Regions from separate parts of the Sus scrofa genome. Here all the other regions are linked to region 1. Evidence: chromatin contacts called from public Hi-C data. All regions are on one chromosome and are shown on one strand. The core of a region is the stretch at or near the end of the contact, and the rest is flanking DNA. Distances in the headings are between cores, read along the strand shown. Region 1 has its middle 20 kb from the start of CKAP4. Region 2 overlaps LOC102160723 (a long non-coding RNA gene). Region 3 overlaps LOC106507478 (a long non-coding RNA gene).

The links. Hi-C and Micro-C count contacts between places; a contact is called where the count stands out from the background.
Region 2: a Hi-C map of embryonic fibroblasts shows a contact between it and region 1, with 2.7 times the contacts expected there. The contact joins two enhancer-like sites. A contact is called at or near these places in 3 of 47 Hi-C or Micro-C datasets (embryonic fibroblasts, fibroblasts and subcutaneous adipose tissue).
Region 3: a Hi-C map of embryonic fibroblasts shows a contact between it and region 1, with 4 times the contacts expected there. The contact joins two enhancer-like sites. A contact is called at or near these places in 2 of 47 Hi-C or Micro-C datasets (embryonic fibroblasts and fibroblasts).

Annotation. Positions count from the first base shown.
Region 1 is chr5:14,039,087-14,042,475 of Sscrofa11.1, forward strand. No RefSeq gene overlaps it. Among named protein-coding and RNA genes, the nearest start is that of CKAP4, 20 kb to the left of the region's middle. Within about 2 kb of position 1,650, at least 4 of the 83 cell types and tissues checked have an H3K27ac peak or open chromatin away from gene starts, as enhancers often do. A contact at or near this core is called in embryonic fibroblasts, where this site is marked.
Region 2 is chr5:14,455,112-14,458,500 of Sscrofa11.1, forward strand. The region is part of intron 2 of LOC102160723 (a long non-coding RNA gene); the gene reads right to left. Among named protein-coding and RNA genes, the nearest start is that of C5H12orf75, 300 kb to the right of the region's middle. Within about 2 kb of position 1,525, at least 5 of the 83 cell types and tissues checked have an H3K27ac peak or open chromatin away from gene starts, as enhancers often do. A contact at or near this core is called in embryonic fibroblasts, where this site is marked.
Region 3 is chr5:14,358,481-14,361,869 of Sscrofa11.1, forward strand. All of the region lies in intron 2 of LOC106507478 (a long non-coding RNA gene), which reads right to left. Among named protein-coding and RNA genes, the nearest start is that of NUAK1, 270 kb to the left of the region's middle. Within about 2 kb of position 1,706, at least 8 of the 83 cell types and tissues checked have an H3K27ac peak or open chromatin away from gene starts, as enhancers often do. A contact at or near this core is called in embryonic fibroblasts, where this site is marked.

The sequences.
Region 1 (3,389 bases), core at 400-2,899:
AGATGCCACTTGAAGTGAGAATTTAGCACCATCTAGTGACTTAGTTGGGAATCACAGGAGTGATTTCATTTTTTAGGTGTTTCAGAAAGCAGCAGTAAAGCCATTAAATATACCATTAAAATAAACAAAGAAAATCCACTGTTTAAAAGACTTGTGAGTGTATTTTTATGTAACATGAACGTTTTTGTAATATGTATACTCTCCCCCTAATTAGCTCCCTCCGAAAACTTAGATAATAATAAAGGGTTTTGTTAATAGGCATCTTTTGTTAATAGAAGCTTAGAGAGTCCTAAAGGCCTTGTCCTTCCCACGTCCAGCTAGTTCAGAAGGGCAAGCACTGACCCCTGAAGCAGCTCAGTCCAGTGCTGAATGCTTAGGCATTAACATAAGTAGCAGTCGCCCATAATTGTGTATCTGTGTTTTATGTCACACAGTAGGTAAAACACATTTCTTATCTCACTTAATCCTGGTGATTATCCTGGGGAGGAAGAACAGTGATCGCTGCTTTGCTGATCATTCACTGCAGCTAAGAAGGTTTTATTAATTTGTAGGTAGTTGTTGGGGCCAGGATTCAGACTCACATCCGTCTGTCTCTAACATCTCTTCTTGGTCCGCTAAATCACATTCTCTTTGCCATAGTGATAGAGCTGGCATCCCATAATGTCCAAGGCTACAGCTGTACATACTTGTGCTGTGTATATAATACTGATGGTAAAGAAACTGGGTTTTAGAGGCAGATTATCTGAGCTCAGATCCTGGCCAGACCACTGGCTAACGGTCTGACAGAGGGACAACTGCCGAAGGCCTCAGTTTCCCATTATTAACAGAGATGGTGCTGTTAACACCTACTTCACAGAGTTGTGTGACCTTTAACACAGTCACTACACCTGCAGTATGGAGAACGGTGCCCACCACACCAGAAAGTGTTCAGTACATATTACTGGAAAATTGACAGTAAGGCAGGAAATTGAAAATATGAGTCTTGTGAAATGAGCCCACCTGCGGATGGCCAGAAAAAGATGTGTTTAGAATTTTGAGTCTGAGGCTCTTCAGGTTGTGTGTGTCCTCTAGATACTCACAGTTCCCATCCCCCACTCACTCCTGCATCTCCATCCACTTAGGATTCTTGTCTGGCTTTCAAAGGCATTTGGGATTTTGATCCTTCTAGGGTAGGAGATGAAATAATAGAAATGGTCACCCTGAGAAATAGAAACTTGGGGCTCTTTGGAGATCCCTTTTAAAGCTTGTGACTTCACAGCTTTTTATATCAGAGAAGATCTTTGGGTTCTCTCTGCGTGCAATATGGTTTTTCCTGCCAAGAACAGGGGCTCTGCTAGCCAAGAACCAGGGCCAGCTCCACCTTACCTCCTTCCACAGATGTCTCCCTTCCTCTCGTCCTTCCCAGGGAGGAATCAGGCCCCTTGAGGTCAAAATGGGTGCAAGAGAGAGTGAGTGAGACTTTCAGAGAGAGAGACACAGCCTAGAGCCCCAAATCCCCGAGGAAGTGTCAGAGCCTTAAAAACTGGATGCAGACCCAAGAGCCAATTTCCTTTCAATGCCACTAGAGGGCAGTGTAGTGCAAAGGACGGAGAGGAGATTAGTTCCGGAGCCGCAGGTTCTAGTCCACTCTGCTAGCGGTGATCTGCAAAATAAGCTTGGCGCATTTTCCTGATAGCCCCCTCCAGTTCTAAGGTTCTGAGATCCTGTCAGGAGAGGATCGGGATGAACTAGCCAAGAACTCCAAGTAGGTCTATGTAAGAAACCAGATGTGGGGGAGCGGTGGGGGATGGCGAGAATGGGGTGGTGGTGTAGGCAGCTGAGAGGTTTCTTTTGTGATGGCCCAAACCTTTCTAAGGTTTGAATCCTGCAGGGGGTAAAAAGCCTTAAAGTGTCTCTTTTAGGGTCATGTGCTCGCATTTGGGCAGCATGTCAAACCACCCCAAATAGTTTGGCATTATAGCCTGCTCCTACCCTTGCTGGGGGCAGTTGCTTAATCCAGGGGAAGTATTCAAAATTACCACACATACCACGCACTGGTGGCTTACCCATCCTTGCATTGTGTCATAGCAGAGCCTATTTTTTTCTTGGTGGAAATCCTTCCAGAAATGGCTTGATGGAGAGCCTGTGGTGGCCACGGGGTACCCCTTGGCAGAGATTAAAAAGTGAAGTCAGCAGGCAAAACCCTTTCTGGCTCAGGAGCTCCACTGAACAGGGTGCCTTGCTATGCTTTAGAAACCCCATCAAAGTTCTGGGGGCCCCTGCTGATTTGGGGCAGAGTCTTTTTCCATTGAAGTCACTTGTTAGGGTGTCCTGAAGTCAGAGACAGTGAGGTTGTATCTTAAGAGAGCACTAAGGGTCAGGCTTGTCATTAGAAGATGGATGGGCATTTTCAGTGGTTTGGTGTCTATGCATCTCCATAGGCCTCTAATTCTGCCAGACTCACCCAAAAGCCAGCTGCAAAGGTATAAACTTTGGACCTGTGAGCCTTGTTCAGGAGCCTCCTAGTGAGCTTCCAATTTCCCAGCCTGTTCCTGCATCCGTTGGCTGTGGACCTCTTGCCTCACTTCCTGTTACTACCCTTGGACTTCTTAGAGCTAGTGGGGGCAGGATGGCCTAGTGGCTAGGAACACTGGCTCTGGAGCTTGACCATCTGGGTGTGTGACTCCAGGCAAGTTACCTAAACTTCTTATTGCCTCATTTCCTCACCTGTAAGATGGAGGTGATTATAATAGTACCTGCCTTACACAGTGTTTGTGAGGATGAAAGTGCTTAGCCCAGGGTGGGTAGACACCTGATAAAGATTTGCTGAATATATACACTCAGGTCTACATTGCAGAGACTAGTACATGTAGAGAGGAAAAAATCCCAGAAGAAAACACTTAAAAAAAAATCATTACCTCTACTTCCACGTCTGGCTGAGGTGGATACAGGGACTAAATATACCCACCTGTCTGAAATTACTAAGTGCTAATATACAACAAGTGCTGATTAAATGTTTGGTGATATTGTTGTTTTCATGCCTTAACTCGCTTATTCCTCACAAGTGTGTGACGGGCTTGGTCATGGGCAGTCCTCTCTCCTTGTTCTATCTTCTCTTCCTGGGTGATGCCATCTGCTCCTGGGCTCAGCATGCCACCTCCATAGGCTGAGGACACCAAGATTTCTTCTCCAGCCCAGACCTCTCTCCTGAGTTCTGGACAAGCTCTTGTTAAATGCATTCTTGGCAACTAAAGACCCCATAGCAGACTGTCTCTGGAAAACACTTTGTATTTGGGGGAAGAGGCACAGGTGTTTTCTCTTCTAGTTCTCAGCCAGTTTCAAACTCTGAGTCTAGAGCTCAGCCAGTTTCAAACTCTGAGTCTAGAGCTCTGAGCCTTTGGGGGGCAGAG
Region 2 (3,389 bases), core at 275-2,774, 420 kb after region 1:
GCAAGGACAGGAGAGGAGAGGAAAGGAAAGAAGGGCAAAGAAGGGGGAGAGGGGAGGAAAGGAAAGGAAAAGAGAAAAGAAAAGGAAAGAAAAAAGAAATGGAGTTCCCATCATGGCGCAGCGGAAATGAACCTGACTAGGAACCATGAGGTTGCAGGTTCGATCCCTGGCCTTGCTCAGTGGGTTAAGGATCCGGCGTTGCCGTGAGCTGTGGTATAAGTCACAGACACGGCTCGGATTCCGCGTTGCTGTGGCTCTGATGTAGGCTGGCGGCTACAGCTCTGATTCGACCCCTAGCCTGGGAACCTCCATATGCTGCAGGTGCGGCCCTAAAAAAGACAAAAAAAACAAAAAAGAAAAGAAAAGAAAGGCTGCAGATGGGCTGAAGTTTAGTCTCAGCTCTGCCACTTCCTAGCTACGGGAAGGCTAGGTCTTCAGAAAGTTACTTAATGTATCTTTGCCTAAGTTTTCTCATCTGGGAAGCAAAGATTGTAATAATAACTATCCCATAGAGATGCTGTGAAAATAAAGGAGGATTTATGCACAGAGCTAAGCCCAACACCTGGCATACAGTAGTCATGCAAGGCCACTACCACCTCCCCACTGCTATTGCTACTACTAATAGTAAAACAACAATAATAACAATACTGGTCGTTACTATTACTATATATGAAAATATTTCCTCTTTGATAAGGCACTCTATAAACAATCCAATTTATAGAATTTTCTCAATTCCCTCCCATCTCTTCCCTTTTAATCATTTGGTGACAGGATATAATTGCAAACATTTAAAGAATTGTCTATAGCCCTGGGTTTCATTCATTCGCTTGATCAACAAAGATTTACTGAACACCTGCCCTGTGTCAGGCATTCTGTAGGATGCTGAGGATGTGGTGGTGACTATAACATGTGCAATCTAATTGGTGAGACAGACATCAAATAAAAATTCATAAACATGAAAGCATAATGAAAACCGTAGTCAATTATAAACTCTTAAAAGGGGTTTTCTCCTTTTAAGAACATTAAAGCTTTTAAAAAGTCCAGTCATTTTCAGACATCTGTAAAAGTCGCTCCAAAACTCTGAAACAACTTGAAACTCTTTGCCTGCTTTTGCATTAAGGGCATTTGGAAAATTAATTCCTGTACCTTGTTAGGAATGTATTTCTTTGTATGAGGACTATATTTCCTGCAACTGAAAATTAATGTAAGATGTTGGCTGCCCTGGAATGGAACAACCAACTGTATGAAATCATTTTGTGGTTTGATACTTCATTATTAGCCGGAGGAGTCCCCACCCCCTCTCCTGCCCCCCCCCCCAACCTTATGCCACTGCAAATAGCAATTAGTTCAAGTAAAAAAAGATTACAGCCAGGTGCACTGTTTGAAGTTCGGGGGCTTTTTTTCTCCTTTAGTGGTGGTGGGGGTGGGAGTGCAGGGGGTGGCAGGGAGGAGAAACCTCTTTTGTTAAGCAGTTGCAGTCTGTGGGCATCAGGGTAATTCAACAGGCATCTGTGGAATCTTGGGGCATTGGGACCTTTTGTGTTTAACCATCAAGCTCTAACCTCAAGGGCGTTTGCTGTGGGTTGAAATGGAGTTGTGAGGCTTATTCACTGATGTGCAAAATGACATGATCCTCTTAAGGTGAGATGAGTTTCATTACATGAAAGGCAAGGACACCGTTGAGCTTAGTGTCTCATAAAGGAATCCAAGAGATACTGATTCGAAATTGAATTGGCTTTTTACAAATACTTAAGAACTCCAGATAAAGTTGATTTGCATGACGGCTCTTTTACATCCCTGAAAAACAGATAAACAAGTACCTGTAACCTTCTTACTGAGTTTGGTTTGGTTTTGAGAGTTCTTTAGAATTCTTGGTATAAAAATGTATATAAGTTTGAAAATTGGAACTGAATTAAAAGAAATATATTGAGAGCGATATGACGGAGGTTTTCTCTGTTGATCTAAAATCTCTCCAGGGTATTATTTATTACATTGGTTCCCCCAACCTCCCCCAGCAGGAAAGAGTGGCCCCCAGTCTTGAATCCTGAACACAAATGAAAAGTCCTCAGTGGCCTCCTACTGGCTGTGCTCAGAGCTAACCCTGGGAGCCTCGGTCTTCTCCCAAAATAATGGAAATGTCAGCAGTCCTGCCTTGGTCTCACAGCATCTCAAGGACAAGACAGGACAGAGGAAATGCTGGCATTTCTCTAAAGCACAACACCTGTTACACAGATGCCAGAGAGCAGCAGCACGTCCACTCTGGTTGGGAGGATACCAGTTAGGCCTCCTTTGGGCTAAAATCTTCAGGGACAAGGTTTTCCTGGTTTCTGGTCCAACCATAAATCCTGATCACATTAAAAATGCTTACAAGAAGATAGAAAGAATGACGTAGGGAGTTCCCATTGTGGCTCAGTGGGTTAAGGACCCGATGTGGTTTCCATGATGATGCCGGTTTGACCCCTGGCCTCACTCAGTGGGTTAAGGATCTGGCGTGGCTGCAAGCTGTGGCAACAGGCTGCATATGCAGCTGGATCTGGTGTTGCTGTGGCTGTGAGACACTGCAGCTGCAGCTCCATTTTCAACCCCTGGCTCAGGAACTTCCATATGCTGTATGTAGGTGTGTGAAAAGGTAAAAAGGCAGAAGAAGAAAAAAAAAGAATGACCTAAAGAAATCTTTACAAAGGATAAAGTCCATAACTCCCAAGTGGATGGAAAAGCATGAATTCATTCAAAACAGAGGATCACCCTCATTTTATATAACAGGAGCCAGACAGTCCATGGGTTCGACCCCAACGATGCCACCTCCATTCATGATAATAATACCTAACTCACAGGGATATTGCGAAGGTTAACTGAAATAATCTCTGTAAAACACCTAACTCCTTCATAATAGGTTTAGCTGCCGATGAGAGAAAATCCAAAATGAGAGCATCTTAAGTGCCCAAGAATTCATTCCACAGGTAACCGATGCCAGGAGCTAGCAGACCCCAGCTGAGGTGTTGATCTCGTGAAGTCATAGGGAGCTAGGAGCCTATCTTCTGGCTCTACTATTACTACAGAGAGAGAGATGCATCTGAGAGAGAGATGGCACCTTGCAGGTAATCTCACGGTCCAGGCGTCACAAATGCGGAGAAGGCTTTCCTCAAATGTCTGTCCATCTTTTAAGAAGCCCTTCCGGTAGTCAGTGCCAACATCTCCGTTCCAGACTATGGGCTAGAACTGGGTCACACAGCCACCCCCAAACCATGAGAGGCTGGGAAATAGAGACTTACATCTCATGACCTCAAGAACAGAAGGGTCCCGTTAGGAAGAAAGACAACTGGGCTGTTAGCAGGCACCTGGCAGTCTCTGCCGTAGGACCTGGTAGAAGCAAGCGGCCAGTTAAGGTT
Region 3 (3,389 bases), core at 456-2,955, 320 kb after region 1:
AACAAACACCACAGTCTGGGTGGCTTCAGCAAAAGACATTTATTCTCATAGTTCTGCAACCTAAAGTCCAAGACCAAGGGGCCAGCACAGGGTCCGTATCTGGTGAGACCTCTCCCCTTGGCTTGACGATAGCCCCTTTTCTCTACGTTCGAATGGCCTTTCCTCACGGCTGTGTGTGTGTGTGTGTGTGGGTTGGGGCTTTGACACTGCATTTGGGGCGGTGACGCATTCAGTCCACAGCAGGCTCTCTCTCCATGCCCTTGGCTCTACAAGTGTTGTTCCTTCCTTTATGTCGGGGTGGAGGGGGCGTTATTCTGTCACCCTGGCCCAGCCTCAGCCTGACTCAGCCCTGCGGCCCTGGGCCTTGGGAAAGGGGCCTTTCCAGCATCTCTTCCCCTCTTTCAGTGGTAGCCAGACTCTGGCGGGAGGCTGCGGGTGACCCTGGGCAGGAAGGGTTTCCTCTTCTCTGTACTGGGCTGAGTGTCCCCTCCCCCAAATTCATGTCCACCTGAAACCTCAGGATGGGACTTTATTGGAAGTGAGATCTTTGCAGATGGAGTTAGGATGAGGGTCTCCTGGACAAGGGTGGGCCCTAAAGCCAGTGACCGGCGTCTGTGTGAGGGAAAAGAGAGGGAGACAGACACACAGACACACGGAGGGAAGACAGCCGTGTGGCCGAGGCAGGATCGGAGGCACGCGGCTACAGTGCAAAGAACCCCAAGGCTGGCTGCTGGCGCCCAGGGAAGCTGGGAGAGGGGCCCGGGAGAGACAGGCTCTTCCCCAGAGCCTCCATCCAGAAGGAACGAACCCCGTGCACATCTTGATTCCTGACCTCTGGCCTCCAGAAGTGTGAGAGCACAGATTTCTGTTGCTGAAGCCCCTCGTTTGTGGCACAGCAGCCCAGCAGTCAAATCCTCTCTCCCCAGAGGTGGCCAACTTCAGCTTGGCGCCAGTTCGCCATCCTGGGCGCACAGCGCCTGGCTTCCTTTCCCCAGGGAGGAGGTCTTATTTCCACCCCCGACCCAGAGCAATGGATTGCTGTCTGGGCCTGTGGACCAGAAGCTTGCCTCGGCTCCCCCAGCACCTTCAGGCTTGGCTTTCTGAGGAGAAGGACCTGGAAAGCCATGAGGCTTTGTGCCTGTCCCCTCCTGCCTGCCTGTGCCACCACTGGGGCTCTCTAGCCTCTGGCGTGTCATTCGTCTTTCCCACGAACACGCAGGGGAGGCCCGCGGAGGGACAGGCCTCGTGAGCGGGGCCGCCTCCCACCGCACCTGGCCGCCCAGCCCCTCCGAAGGCCACGCTGGCCTTTGAGAATGGGGAGCGTCCGAGCGGATCTCCTCGCCCACCGGCCCCTGGAACAGCGGCTCCCTCGCTCCCATCCTCCTGCGGAGGTGAGAGGGCTGTGCCACCTGCCGCTTCGGGAGTGTGCGGCTCCTTGGAATGCAGTTTCCTAAGTAGCTTTGCAACTTCCGCTCTCTTGACAGTCTCGGGAAAAGTGATGCTTTCATAAATTAGCCAGCATTTTTCGTCCCCGTTAGGGTGGGACCTGTGTTCTCTCGGGGTTTGCAACATTTTAAGCATAAGTGGAATTCCTTAACGAAAATTTATTCTAAATATAACTTAGTACAATTTCTCAGGGGCCTGGATTTGACTCCAGGCTCTAAAGCTCCCTAGCTCTGGGACCTCTGGCAAGTGGCCTAACCCCGCTGAGACTCGGATTCTTCCTGTTAGAATGAAAGGGTGATGAAATGAACTCCCCAGTCTCATTCAGCTCTCAGACCCATTCTTTTAAAAGAAGATACTGGAGCTGTCTTACAGACTGGAATATTCTTTTGCCTCGTTTTAATGTCAAATTTTCGGGGTACCTTGTCTTGATTGGATAACAACTGTTTGTTTTTCCAACAGGGGGCTGGGAGGGTGGGTGGGTGAGGAGGCTCCCTCTGCAGGTCCCAGGCTTTGATGTGCTTCTGGTCACACCTAAGGTGTAGCCTTTGAAGCTGACACAGTGAGCCTTGCTTACTTCTTAAACTTACCACAGTCATTAAGAAACTTATTTTAAACCTATTTGCATTCTATTTGTGGCATTTAGGGAAAGGCGGCCTGGTGCCTGGTAAGGTGAAATCTATCAATAGAGAATTTTCCCTTTTCTGCTATTCCTGAGACACTCCCGCCCTTGAAGGGGCCCCCTCAGTGTCAGGGCCCTGGCACGAATGTTGGAAAGGGGCAGACAGCTTCCCCAAGCCAATGCCATGCACCTCCTTTCTCTGGCTTGAATATTTTTAAAAACGGTTTCCATCTCAGGGGCATATGCCAAACCCTGGTTCCTCCCTAAAATAAAGTAGCTCCGTGAGCTGCGCTGTTTACGGAATGGCTGCAGCCTTTTGGCTGACTGCGGTTTTCTGTGATGGATGTTACTTGGGATAAGAATATCTTTTTTTTTTTTTTTAAGGGCCACACCCACGGCATATGGAGGTTCCCAGGCTAGGGGTCTAATCGGAGCTATAGCTGCCGGTCTACGCCATAGCCACAGCAATGCAGGATCCGAGCCACATCTGCAGCGTACACCACAGCTCAGTATATTGCTGGATCCTTAACCCACTTACCAAGGCCAGACATCAAATCTGCGTCCTCATGGATGCCAGTCAGATTTGTTAATCACTGAGCCATGATGGGAACTCCAAGATAAGAATATTCTCTTTCAGTGTTTTTGTGAGGCAGAGATGAGAAAAATCATGTAAGAGGGTTTGCCAGGGTTTGTTGTTGTTGTTTTCAGTTATGTCACTAAAAGATATGTTAAGTTGGGACAATTATTTTATATATGTGTTCATTTGTTCATCATATAATCCACATTCGCTGGGTAGCTAGGATATATGCCAGATACTACGCTGGGTGCTCGGGACACAGCAGTGAGCAACACGGATGAGGGCTTTGCCTCCATGAGGCTTGTAGCACAGCTGGGAAGAAATGAGATAGATATTTACATAAAACGGTGTTTTAAATTTTACTTGGGATAAGTACTAGTAAGAGAGGTAGAGGGTGTTGCCATTGCTGACTACAAGGGTGCAAAATCAAATCTGGAGGATTAGAAAGGCATCCGTGGTAAAGCGACACTTGGCTTAGATCTGAAGTAAAGTAGGTATTGAGGAGACAGTGAGAGGGGAGGCGAGCATAATCCAGTTAGAGGAAGCAGCATGTGCAAAGGCTCCACGGTAGGAAGGAGTTTGGAGAAACCAACGCGTGCAAGAGGAAAGACTATGCACACACACTCATGTTTCGGAAGTTTCCCTCAGTGAGATGCATAGTTTCTCTAAATAACTATTAGAAAGCTGACCAGGAGCTCCTGTTGTGGCACAGTGGAAACGAATCCAACTAGGAAACATGAGGTTGCC